Regions from separate parts of the Danio rerio genome. Here region 2 is linked to region 1. The links are chromatin contacts, called in public HiChIP or PLAC-seq maps. All regions are on one chromosome and are shown on one strand. Each heading gives the region's core, a stretch centred on a gene start, on an enhancer-like site or on the middle of the called end of the contact. The rest is flanking DNA. Distances are from core to core; before and after follow the strand shown. Region 1 overlaps agap3 (ArfGAP with GTPase domain, ankyrin repeat and PH domain 3). Region 2 holds the start of agap3 (ArfGAP with GTPase domain, ankyrin repeat and PH domain 3).

Region 1 (5,219 bases), core at 2,219-4,718:
ACAACAAAAGCATGGATCTATCTTGTCTTGTATCAACAGTTCAGGCTGGTGCTGGTGGTGGGGGATATTTCCTTGGTACACGTTGGACCCATTATTACCAATTGAGCATCATGTCAGAGCCACAGCCTACATGAATATTATTGTCCATCCATTTATGACCACAGTGTACTCATCTTCTGATGGCTACTTCTAGCTGGATGCCACGTCATGTCTTAATGTAAGAATTATCTCAGACTGGTTTACATGACAATGAGTTCTCTATACTCAAATGGCCTCCACAGTCACCAAATTTCAATCCAATAGAGCACCTTTGAGATATGATGAAATTTGAGATTAGCATAATGAATGTCAGATCTGCAGCAACTGCGGGATGCTATCATGTCAATATGGAGCAACATCTCTGAGGAATATTTCCAGTACCTTGTTGAAACTATGCCAAGAAGAATTAAGGCAGTTCTGAAGGCAAAAGGGAGTCCAACCCGGTACTAGTGTACCTAATAAAGTGGCCGATAAGTGTATATGTGTATGTAAATGAGTTTGTATTTGCACCCACTCAGCATTATAGTGCAATAAGATATAAAAATGATTTGTTCATTATAGTTATTTATAAATGAAATGGTATTTATTTCTCAGTATTTTGTCAAACTGAAACAGAACTATAAATAGTCGCTGTAATATATAACGATAGAGCTGTGAACTGATGAGAGCTTCAGTGAACAGAGCTGTGTTTTGTCTGTTGGAGAAGCGGCTTTGACCCTGTTTTGGGCTGGGGTTGTTTCTGCGTGTCCTGCTCTGATTGTTCTGCTTCGGCGTGACAGTGTTATTGTTGCTGAAAAATTGCCATTCACTGATGTGCGTCTGTTGAGTGTGTGTTGTACGCGAGCGTGAGGGGAATGCGCGAGTGTGTTTTTGGAGGGTAAATGAGTCTCTCTGTCCCTCCGCCTCCAGCAGATCTGCTCAAACCTGTGATTTTCTCTGCAGTGGAGGAATTGTGACGTCTGCAAGTTGGTAGAGCAGCTGCATTTTAAAAAGCCTGACACCCACGCCTACTCCAGACCACTACTACACACACACACGCACAGACACCTTAATACCACTACTGCAAACACACATTTTTCATTTTCACTTTTTAGTGAAATATATGTGTCCTAATTGTGTTTTTAGCAGCGTGGGACACATACAGTTGAAAGCAGAAGTTTACATACACTGTATAAAAAGGCAAAGCCAGAATCTACAAAAAATTTGCCAGATTACAAATTGCTAAATTACACTGGAAAAAAGACTAATTATTGTAGTCATGTCCTGTGGTCTGATGGAACTAAGATTGAACTGTTTGGCCATAATGACCAGTTTTACATTTGTAGGACAAAGGGGAAAGCTTACAAGCCTAGGAGCACCATCGCAATTGTGAAGTATGGGGGCGGCAGCATCATGTTGTGGGGCTGTTTTGCTGCAGGAGGCTCTGGTCCCCTTCACAGCATAGATGGCATCATGAAGAAAGAACATTATGTAGAAATACTGAAGCAACATCTCAAGACATCAGCCAGGAAGTTGAAACTTGGCCACAAATGGGTCTTCCAAACAGGCCATGACCCTAAGCATACTGCCAAATTAGTTGAAATGTGCTTTAAGGATAACAGTGAATGTTTTGGAGTGGCCATGACAAAGCCCTGATGTCAATCCTATTGAAAATTTGTGGGCAGAGTTGAAAAAGTTTGCGCGAGCAGGACAGCCAACAAATCTGACTCGGTTACATCAATTCTTACTGGAGGAATGGACCAAAATTAAACGTAATTTTATTATATATACATACAAAGCTGAAGTCAGAATTATTAGCCCCTCTTTGAATTTTGTTTCTTTATTAAATATTTCCCAAATGATGTTTAACAGAGCAAGGGAATTTTCACAGTATGTCTGATAATATTTTTTCTTTCTGGAGAAAGTCTCATTTGTTTAATTTCAGCCAGAATAAAAGCAGTTATTAATTAAAAAAAAAACATTTTAAGGTCAAAACTATTAGCCCCATTGTTATTTTTTTTATGACCATGGTTATACAATAGCTTGCCTAATTACTCTAACCTGCCTAGTTAAACTAATTAACCTAGTTAGGCCTTTAAATGTCACTTTAAGCTGTATAGAAGTGTCCTGAATAATATCCAGCAAACTATTTGCTACTGTTTTCGTAGTAAAGATAAAATAAATCAGTTATTAGAGCCGAGTTATTAAAACTCTTGTCTTTGGAAATGTGTTGGAAAAAAAAATCTCTTCGTTAAACAGAAATTGGGGAAAAAATAAATAAAAAATAGTTCAGGCGGTTTAATAATTCTGACTTCAACTGTGTGTGTATACAGACACACGCAGACACACACAAACACACATAAACATATATACAGTTGAAGTAAGAACTATTAGCCCCCTTTTGATTTTTATTTTTTTTTTTAAATATTTCCCAAATGATGTTTGACAGAGCAAGGACATTTTCACAGTATGTCTGATAATATTTTTTCTTCTGGAGAAAGTCTCATTTGTTTTATTTTGGCTAGAATAAAAGCAGTTATTAATTTTTTAAAAACTATTTTTGGGACAAAATTATTAGCCCCTTTAAGCTATTTTTTTTCCCGATAGTCTACAAAACAAACCACCGTAATACAATAACTTGACTAATTACCCTAACCTGCCTAGTTCACCTTATTAACCTAGTTAAGCCTTTAAATGTCACTTTAAGCTGTATAGAAGTGTCTTCAAAAATATCAAGTAAAATATTATTTACTGTCATCATGGCAAAGATAAAATAAATCAGTTATTAGAAATAAGTTTTTAAAACTACTATGCTTAGAAATGTGCTTAAACAATTCCCTCCATTAAACAGAAATTGGGGGAAAAATAAACAGGGGCGCTAATAATTCAGGGGGGCTAATCATTCTCACTTCAACTGTATATGCTTGTTTATTGTTATAATTATTTACTGAATCTATTTTTTAACTGTTCGACTACACTATATTGTTACACTTTATTAATAATATAACGATTTTATTGACCAATTAATCACATTTTGGAGCCCTATGATTTTCAATGTGAAATTGATTTTTTTCTGTTTTTGTGCATTTTATTTGACAAAACGATAACGCTGATCTTTACTTAATGCAAAGCCTGTCTCTGCATGGCAGTAGTGTCACCATATTACTAATGTAATAACCGTTTTCCTGAAGCAGTTTTCCTGAAGTCTGCGGTTTAGTTGGACAAACTTCCCACGACTTGTTTTAATACACTTCTAAAGTATTTTAACACGACAGAAAAATGACACACTCCAGCTTTACCACAATACCGAGATCATAGTGCAACAGGGCTTAATGTGGCCTCTCAATATCGACAAGAGGAAGGTTATCGCAGCATGACGTTGTTCATGTGTGTGTGTGTGTGTGATCGCTCCTCTGCTGAGTCATTCCATTCCATTAACATCGTTTCCAGTACTTTAGTCATCCGTTCAACACCTAGTCATCAGCGTGGCCCAAATAGCAGGCTGACAGTAGTGGGGCTAAATCTGGTGTCTGAACCCGGGATGCCTCTTTCAATGATGATGATGCGTCTGCTGCTCCACGCAATTCAGACCAGGAAGTGACCGGAAAAGCAGATTTGCCCGCTTGCTCAGGAAGCTGCTGTCAGATGGCGTCATTTTGTTTAGTGTCTGTAATCTGTAAGTGGATTTCTTAAAAGCTTTTTGTGGTCTTTGTTTGAAACAGCTGACATGTTGCTGGATTCTGGCTTAACCAATGAAGAGAGTTTATGGGTTGGGCTTTTAGTTAAGCTGACCAATAGAAGATGTGGAATTTAAATGAATACTAATCTAATACAGCATACAATGTTGATGTTTTTAAATTCAAAAACAAACAAGACCATGGCTGTGTCCGAAATTACATACTTCCATACTATATAGTACGCTAAAACAAAATGCGAGCGGAGTAGTATGTCCAAACTCATAGGCAGCGTCAGAAATCGCATACTTCCTTACTCAATAGTATTCTAAAAACAGTATATGAACCGAGTAGAATGTCTGAGTTCAAAGGCTGCATCTGAAATTGCATACTTCCATACTATATAGTACGCTAAAAGCAATATGTGAGCCTAATAGTATGTACAAATTCATAGGCTGCGTCCGAAATCACATACTTCCATTCTAAATAGTATGCTAAAAACACTGTGCGAGCCGAGTAGTATGTCTGAATTCACAGGCTGCATCTAAAATTGCATACTTCATATTATATATAACAGTATGCTAGGCGAGTAGTATGTCCGAATTCATAGGCTGTCCAAAAATGCGTACTTCCATACTATATAGTCCGCTAAAAACAATATGCTAGGCGAGAAGTGTCCAAATTCAGAGGTGGTGTCCAAAAACGCATACTTTCAAATTATATAGTACGCTAAAAACTATGCCAGCGGAGTAGTTTGTTTGAATTCATATGCTACATCCAAAATTGTATACTTTATACTATATAATATGCTAAAAACAGTATGCTTGGTGAGTAGTATGTACAAATTCATAGGTTGCGTCTGAAATGGCATACTTCCATACTAAATAGTATGCTAAAAACACTACACGAGCCGAGTAGTATGTCCGAATTCATAGGCTGCATTCCAAATCGATACCTCAAACTATATAGTATGCTAAAAACACTATGCGAGCCAAGTAGAATGCCCCAATTCATAGCCTGTGTCCAAAATTCCATACTTCCATACTATATAGTACGCTTAAAACAATATGTGAGCCGAGTAGTATGTTTGAATTCGTAGGCTGTCTAAAATTGCATACTTCCATATTATATAATACGCTAAAACCAGTATGCTAGGTGAGTAGTATGTCCGAATTCATAGGCTGTTTCCAAAATTGCATACTTCCAAACTATATAGTACGCTAAAAACAATATGTGAGAGGAGTAGTATGTTTGAACTCATAGGCTGCATCTGAAATCGCATACTTCATACTATATAGTACGGTAAAAACAGTACATTAGGCGAGTAGTATGTACAAATTCATAGGCTGTGTTTGAATCACATACTTCCATACAAAATGTATGCTGAAAACACTGTGAGCATAGTATGTCTGAATTCATAGGCTGCATCCGAAATCCCATACCTCATACTATATATTACACTAAAAACATTATGCTAGGCAAGTAGTAAGTACAAATTCATAGGCTGCATCTGAAATCGCATAGTTC
Region 2 (5,045 bases), core at 423-2,922, 140 kb before region 1:
CAAAACAGTTTGAGAGTAGATCTCCTAAAAAGTCGGGATGAAATAATCAATACTGACAGTATTAGGAGGTTAAACTGCAACATCTCAGTTATTTAACCATCCAATAGCTATTTAATGCTATGAAATTCAATTTAAATATGAAATTAATTTTTAAAAACGTTCAAAATAAATATATGAATATAAACCATGTGTTTGGGGGCTTATAGCTACCATGCTGCTTTAACTAAGTTAAATAAACATGATAACTCAATTTTACCACCAGTAGCCTGTAAGAGTGCATCTTGTTAGTATATATGCAAGAAGATGCCCTGATGTTGCATTCAAAGTGAACAGGGCATCATTTCTTTTTGCGGCAAACCCAACAATAGATCTGTCCAGCCTGACGTGTCTAATGTGTACTTTAGTAACTGTAAATTATGGTCTTTTGATATTGCTAAAGCTGTAACCTGTAAACAAAAACGGTAGATCTCTTTGTTGAGTGTGCCCTGTGCCGGTGAAGGACTGAGCAATTATAAGTATTAAACCGTCAAGCAAAATATCTGGTTACATAATACCGAAGCATCAATCGCTTTATTATACCAACACCACCCAAACATCCAATCGAATCTCACTCCCCCATTTCTAGCACCGTTACGTGACGTGTGACGTCGCAGTGCATGGTAGTGGTCGAATCGTTCTATCGAACCGAATCTTTTGAATGATTCTCTACTGCGAGTCGTGTTTGGAAATCACAGGGCTGATTGTTTCAATAATATCCAGCTGCAGGCCCGCAGAACCACACACGTTTTAGGCACACACAATCTAGGACACACAATCTAGGCAAACCATATGGTTACGACGGATGTTGTGTTATTAACGTCTTTTTGAACATCGTCATCGATATATTTTGATATATGTGGTTAATAAATATTGTACACAATAAACAATAGTGTTTACTTTACTATATTTCACAAATATTGCAATCGAGACGGCCGAATGGGGAGCATTGTTTCCACCATTCAATATAATAGACTGAACAGTTTTTAATGAGTCATTATAGCTGATCAGTCATTATTATCTGATAAGATAATAATAAGATAATATTATTATTATTGTGATTGTGATTGTATTATTATTGTGATTATGATTGTTTAGGTGAGATAGGATCAGAAATGTGTCTTGTGTCTTACATGATACATTTAATAAGCAAACCTAATGATAACTTATGTATTGCAAGGAATTAATCAAAACAACGTTGTAATTGACAAGGATATAGCCTATCTGAGGTAACGTCAGGATTTTATTCCTTCGCTTGTTTTCATATTTGAAGAAAATTATGACGTCTGTGCTAATTTTAATAAACTGCAACGTCAATTAGAGATTCGTTATTTTCCTGTCAGATTCTTTTTTTACATTGTAAATGTGCAGTTACGTATGAGTGAGCACTTTACATCAGTTCTGAGCTCGAAATTTCACAGAATTATCGCTGATATCAACGTAAATTTATGTATAAAAACATAAGCACCCTTTTGAGAAAAAACTCAAACAAAACGGCTATTCGACTCTTTGAACAGGTTCAATAAGTGAACCGATTCGCTAAATGAATCAAACTTTCCACATCGTTTGGATGGAGGTGGGGGCCGGGGAGGGACTTCTTGGACCAAAAGAGGATTCAAACGTGTTTATGACTTCAGAGTAGAACCGTCGCATTCAGTCAGTCAATGGACTCGGGCGCATTGCGATAACCGGCCTCATTGTGTTCGCTTCAGGCTGGGAAGCAAAACAGAGAGAGATTCGGTCCAGAAGATCGCCCAAAAAACAAAGGTGTGTCCATCTGAAAGACATTCATTGTGTGCAAAAAAAGGACAGGACACGCGCAAAAGAGCGAGATCGTCGCTGGGAACAATGATGCTGACTGAAGTTTTGCTATTATGAGCAAGGCGCACGGATTGTTGGAAACCCATTGATGCGTCACATATAGTAGTTATCATTCCTCATCAAACTACAGTGTGTGCTGTGCGGATTCGTCGCGCGCTCTCCAAAACCACTCCAAACGCGGCAGTTCTATTATTCCCGTGAGCGGTTCCTCAATCCACAACGATGAATTACCAGTCGAGCGTCCCGGTTTCGGTGTCAGTGTCCGGGATCTCTCAGCAGTCCCAGCCCGCCATGCCCACCCCGGGCACGGTACCCGCACCGGTGCCCGTTCCTCAGCAAATCCCGCCTCAGTTCGGATCCGGATCGTCCGGGAGCTCCGGGGCGGGTCAGTTTGGCTCGGGAACCGTATCGGGCCCTGCAGCGCAGTCCGGCCCGCCGGGCTCTCAGTTCGTTTTGTCCAACTCAGCAGCCATCAGAGCCGAGATCCATCGGTTCGAGTCCGTCCACCCGAACATTTATGCAATATACGACCTGATCGAGCGCATCGATGACCTGGCCCTCCAGAACCAGATTCGCGAGCATGTGATCTCTATTGAAGGTAAGCGCAAGGCCAGATTAATTGATGCCACAATGAAACATTGTATTGTCTGTCAGTGTAAAGCAGATGGTGCATGAACACAAGGCGACGTAAATGAGTGTACAGCCCGCGTGTTGTCATAATCATACCAATTAGGGGCTACTGATAGCCTTGTTAATAATAACTTCTCCAAAAAAAAAAATCATAATAAATTAATATGTATTGCATGACATCAATTAAACAATAATAAACCAAATATTTGTTTTCGATGATGATGCACACAAAAAGTACAGCTGATGATTACACTTTCCTCTGCATGGATTGTTTGGCATGCTTATATAAGCTCACGCTTGCAAAATGCATCAGTGTGTTGTGGATGCAAATCAAATTGTGTATCAGAGATCTGTAGCTCTTTGCATTAATATCGACATGCCAGTCAGATGGGATTTTCACAGCAGATCTTAATGCAGGTTTGATTGTTTCATTATCATAAGCCCTTCTGGAAAATGCTTTCCAAGCTTCCTCCCATCCACTGTTTGTTCATCAGCCGTTGGGTTAAATGAGTTTTTCCCATTGATTTTGTCAAAGACATTGACTCTGGATCTAGAGACAAACTGTTTTACAGTGCATCACAAAAGCTGATGGCGTATGCAACACATCTATGAATAGAAATCAATGTTATGGATGAACAATGAACAACCACTTGATAGCCAACAAGCAATAAATGCAATGCATTTTAATAGTTTAATGACGAATTAGCAGATAAGACACTATAGTATTTGGAATAATGATCTTTTAAACATTTGATTTGCTGTTAAATAGTTTAATTACATTATTTGCAGTAGTTTGAAATCTTACATAACCCCAAGCTTCCAGAACAACTCCAGTTTGAGCATATGAATGCGCAGCAAGGAATTGTAGTAGTTTGTATTAACATCGACACGTCAGTCAGATGCGATACTTGCGCAGCAGATGTGATGGTTTCATAATGAGAGGTATTCATCAAATCAGTTGCTCCTCTCCGATAAAGCGGGCTTTTAGGTTTATAAACCTCATCATGTCAGATACATTGACTCTGACTTTGGACTACAGACCCGACCTCTTGACTCTCGTTTTATCGGTCAGGGCGAGAGTTCAGATTGGATGAGCTTTAGTCACAGGTTATTTAAATGCAAATCGGGCTCCTCGCTGCTGTACGCACTTCAAGATGTTACAAAACCCTCTCTCTCTCTGACTGACTTCTGTTATCATGGTGTTTCTGTAGGTATCTTCATGCTAAAGATCTGTTTCTGAAGCAGCTGTAAAGCAGTGTTTCTCAGTTAAACGCAGCATGATTTCCTGCAGAAACGCCGTAGATGTGAAGAAGAGCATTTATGTTAAGAGGTCATTTGATTTGTTGTGTTATAAATAGTGGTTTGATATGAGGAGGGCCGATTGTGAGCGGTAGAACTGGTGAGTCAGTGAACCGGTGAGATTTTCAGCAACTCCGATTGCATTTTACCGTTGAGGAATGGAGATGGAGAAATTTCTAGATGAGCGGACAGCCTTTCGAGGGGGCGACTCGGTCGACAGGATTGGTAGAGTTTGCCTTTTCGGTGTGTGGGTGCGAGCGAGAGCCTGGGTTATGTGCAAGCTGGTGATATATTGATGTGAAATAGTTGCAAAGAGCAAATCGATGAGGAATTTTCTCAAATAATATCCATGTATTTTTATTTCTTGTAGAAAAGCTAGGGCTGGGGATTAGCTTTTATTGCAGCGTTGATTGCAATATTGTATACAACAGTATTGTATCCTAGAAACTTTATAATCCAAAAAGGTTCCTAATTGGCATCTGGTTCATTGAAAGACATTTCCATTGAACAAAAGGCTCTTTATAGTGATTTTGTTTTTATTTTTATTAAAATGTACTTTAAACACATACAAAATGGCTCAATGAAATGCTCTTTTATCAACTGTGGCATCACTGTGACCATTTATTATGAATGTGTGAACTGACTTTAAACTTACTTGATCTGATGAACAATATTGCTGTCATTCTCTGGAATGGAAATCCTTAATACTATATTACACTTGTTTCACAATAAAATGATAGATCACCCCAGAATGAACATTTCTTCACCATTTATGCACACTTTAGTGATTTAGATCAGTGGTTCTCAAACTTTTTTTTTTTTTTTTTTACCAAGTATCACCTCAGAAAAAATAGTCTCTCCAAGTACCATCATAATGACTGGTATTTAAATACATAGAAGGCCTAATTAAGCGGCTACAGGTCTGCACAGTTCACAAACATGGCAGAATAATTATTATTATTATGTATATTTATTATTGTCAGCCACTTTAAACATAATAAATAGTTTGAACAATACCACAATTACAGGTAAAAAAAAATAAATAAAACGTCAATGTTAAAATTCAAATGTGATTTTAAAAGTTAATTAAAAATGGCACTGTTTTTAAAAACATACTTGTAAAGTATTATCATAAAGTAGCCTATTCATCAAAACCTGCAAATGTTTCTTGGACCTTATAAATATTTTACACTGTATGTCACAATATTCATATATAATTCTGTTTGATAAATTTTTAAATATATATTGTCTGTATATAT

What was found. HiChIP or PLAC-seq counts read pairs in DNA pulled down with a chosen protein or histone mark.
Region 2: a contact with region 1 is called in an H3K4me3 HiChIP or PLAC-seq map of embryo, with 3 times the contacts expected there. The contact joins the promoter of agap3 here to the enhancer-like site in region 1. A contact is called at or near these places in 7 of 18 Hi-C or Micro-C datasets (caudal fin, embryo, skeletal muscle and 1 more) and 3 of 4 datasets of contacts at active chromatin or transcription factors (caudal fin, embryo and gastrula embryo).

The regions. Positions count from the first base shown.
Region 1 is chr24:38,525,125-38,530,343 of GRCz12tu, reverse strand. All of the region lies in intron 1 of agap3 (ArfGAP with GTPase domain, ankyrin repeat and PH domain 3), which reads left to right. Among named protein-coding and RNA genes, the nearest start is that of agap3, 140 kb to the left of the region's middle. Within about 2 kb of position 3,468, at least 4 of the 62 cell types and tissues checked have an H3K27ac peak or open chromatin away from gene starts, as enhancers often do.
Region 2 is chr24:38,659,997-38,665,041 of GRCz12tu, reverse strand. It overlaps agap3 (ArfGAP with GTPase domain, ankyrin repeat and PH domain 3), which reads left to right and starts at 1,672. Exons shown (of 14, transcript XR_012399506.1): 1 at 1,672-2,455.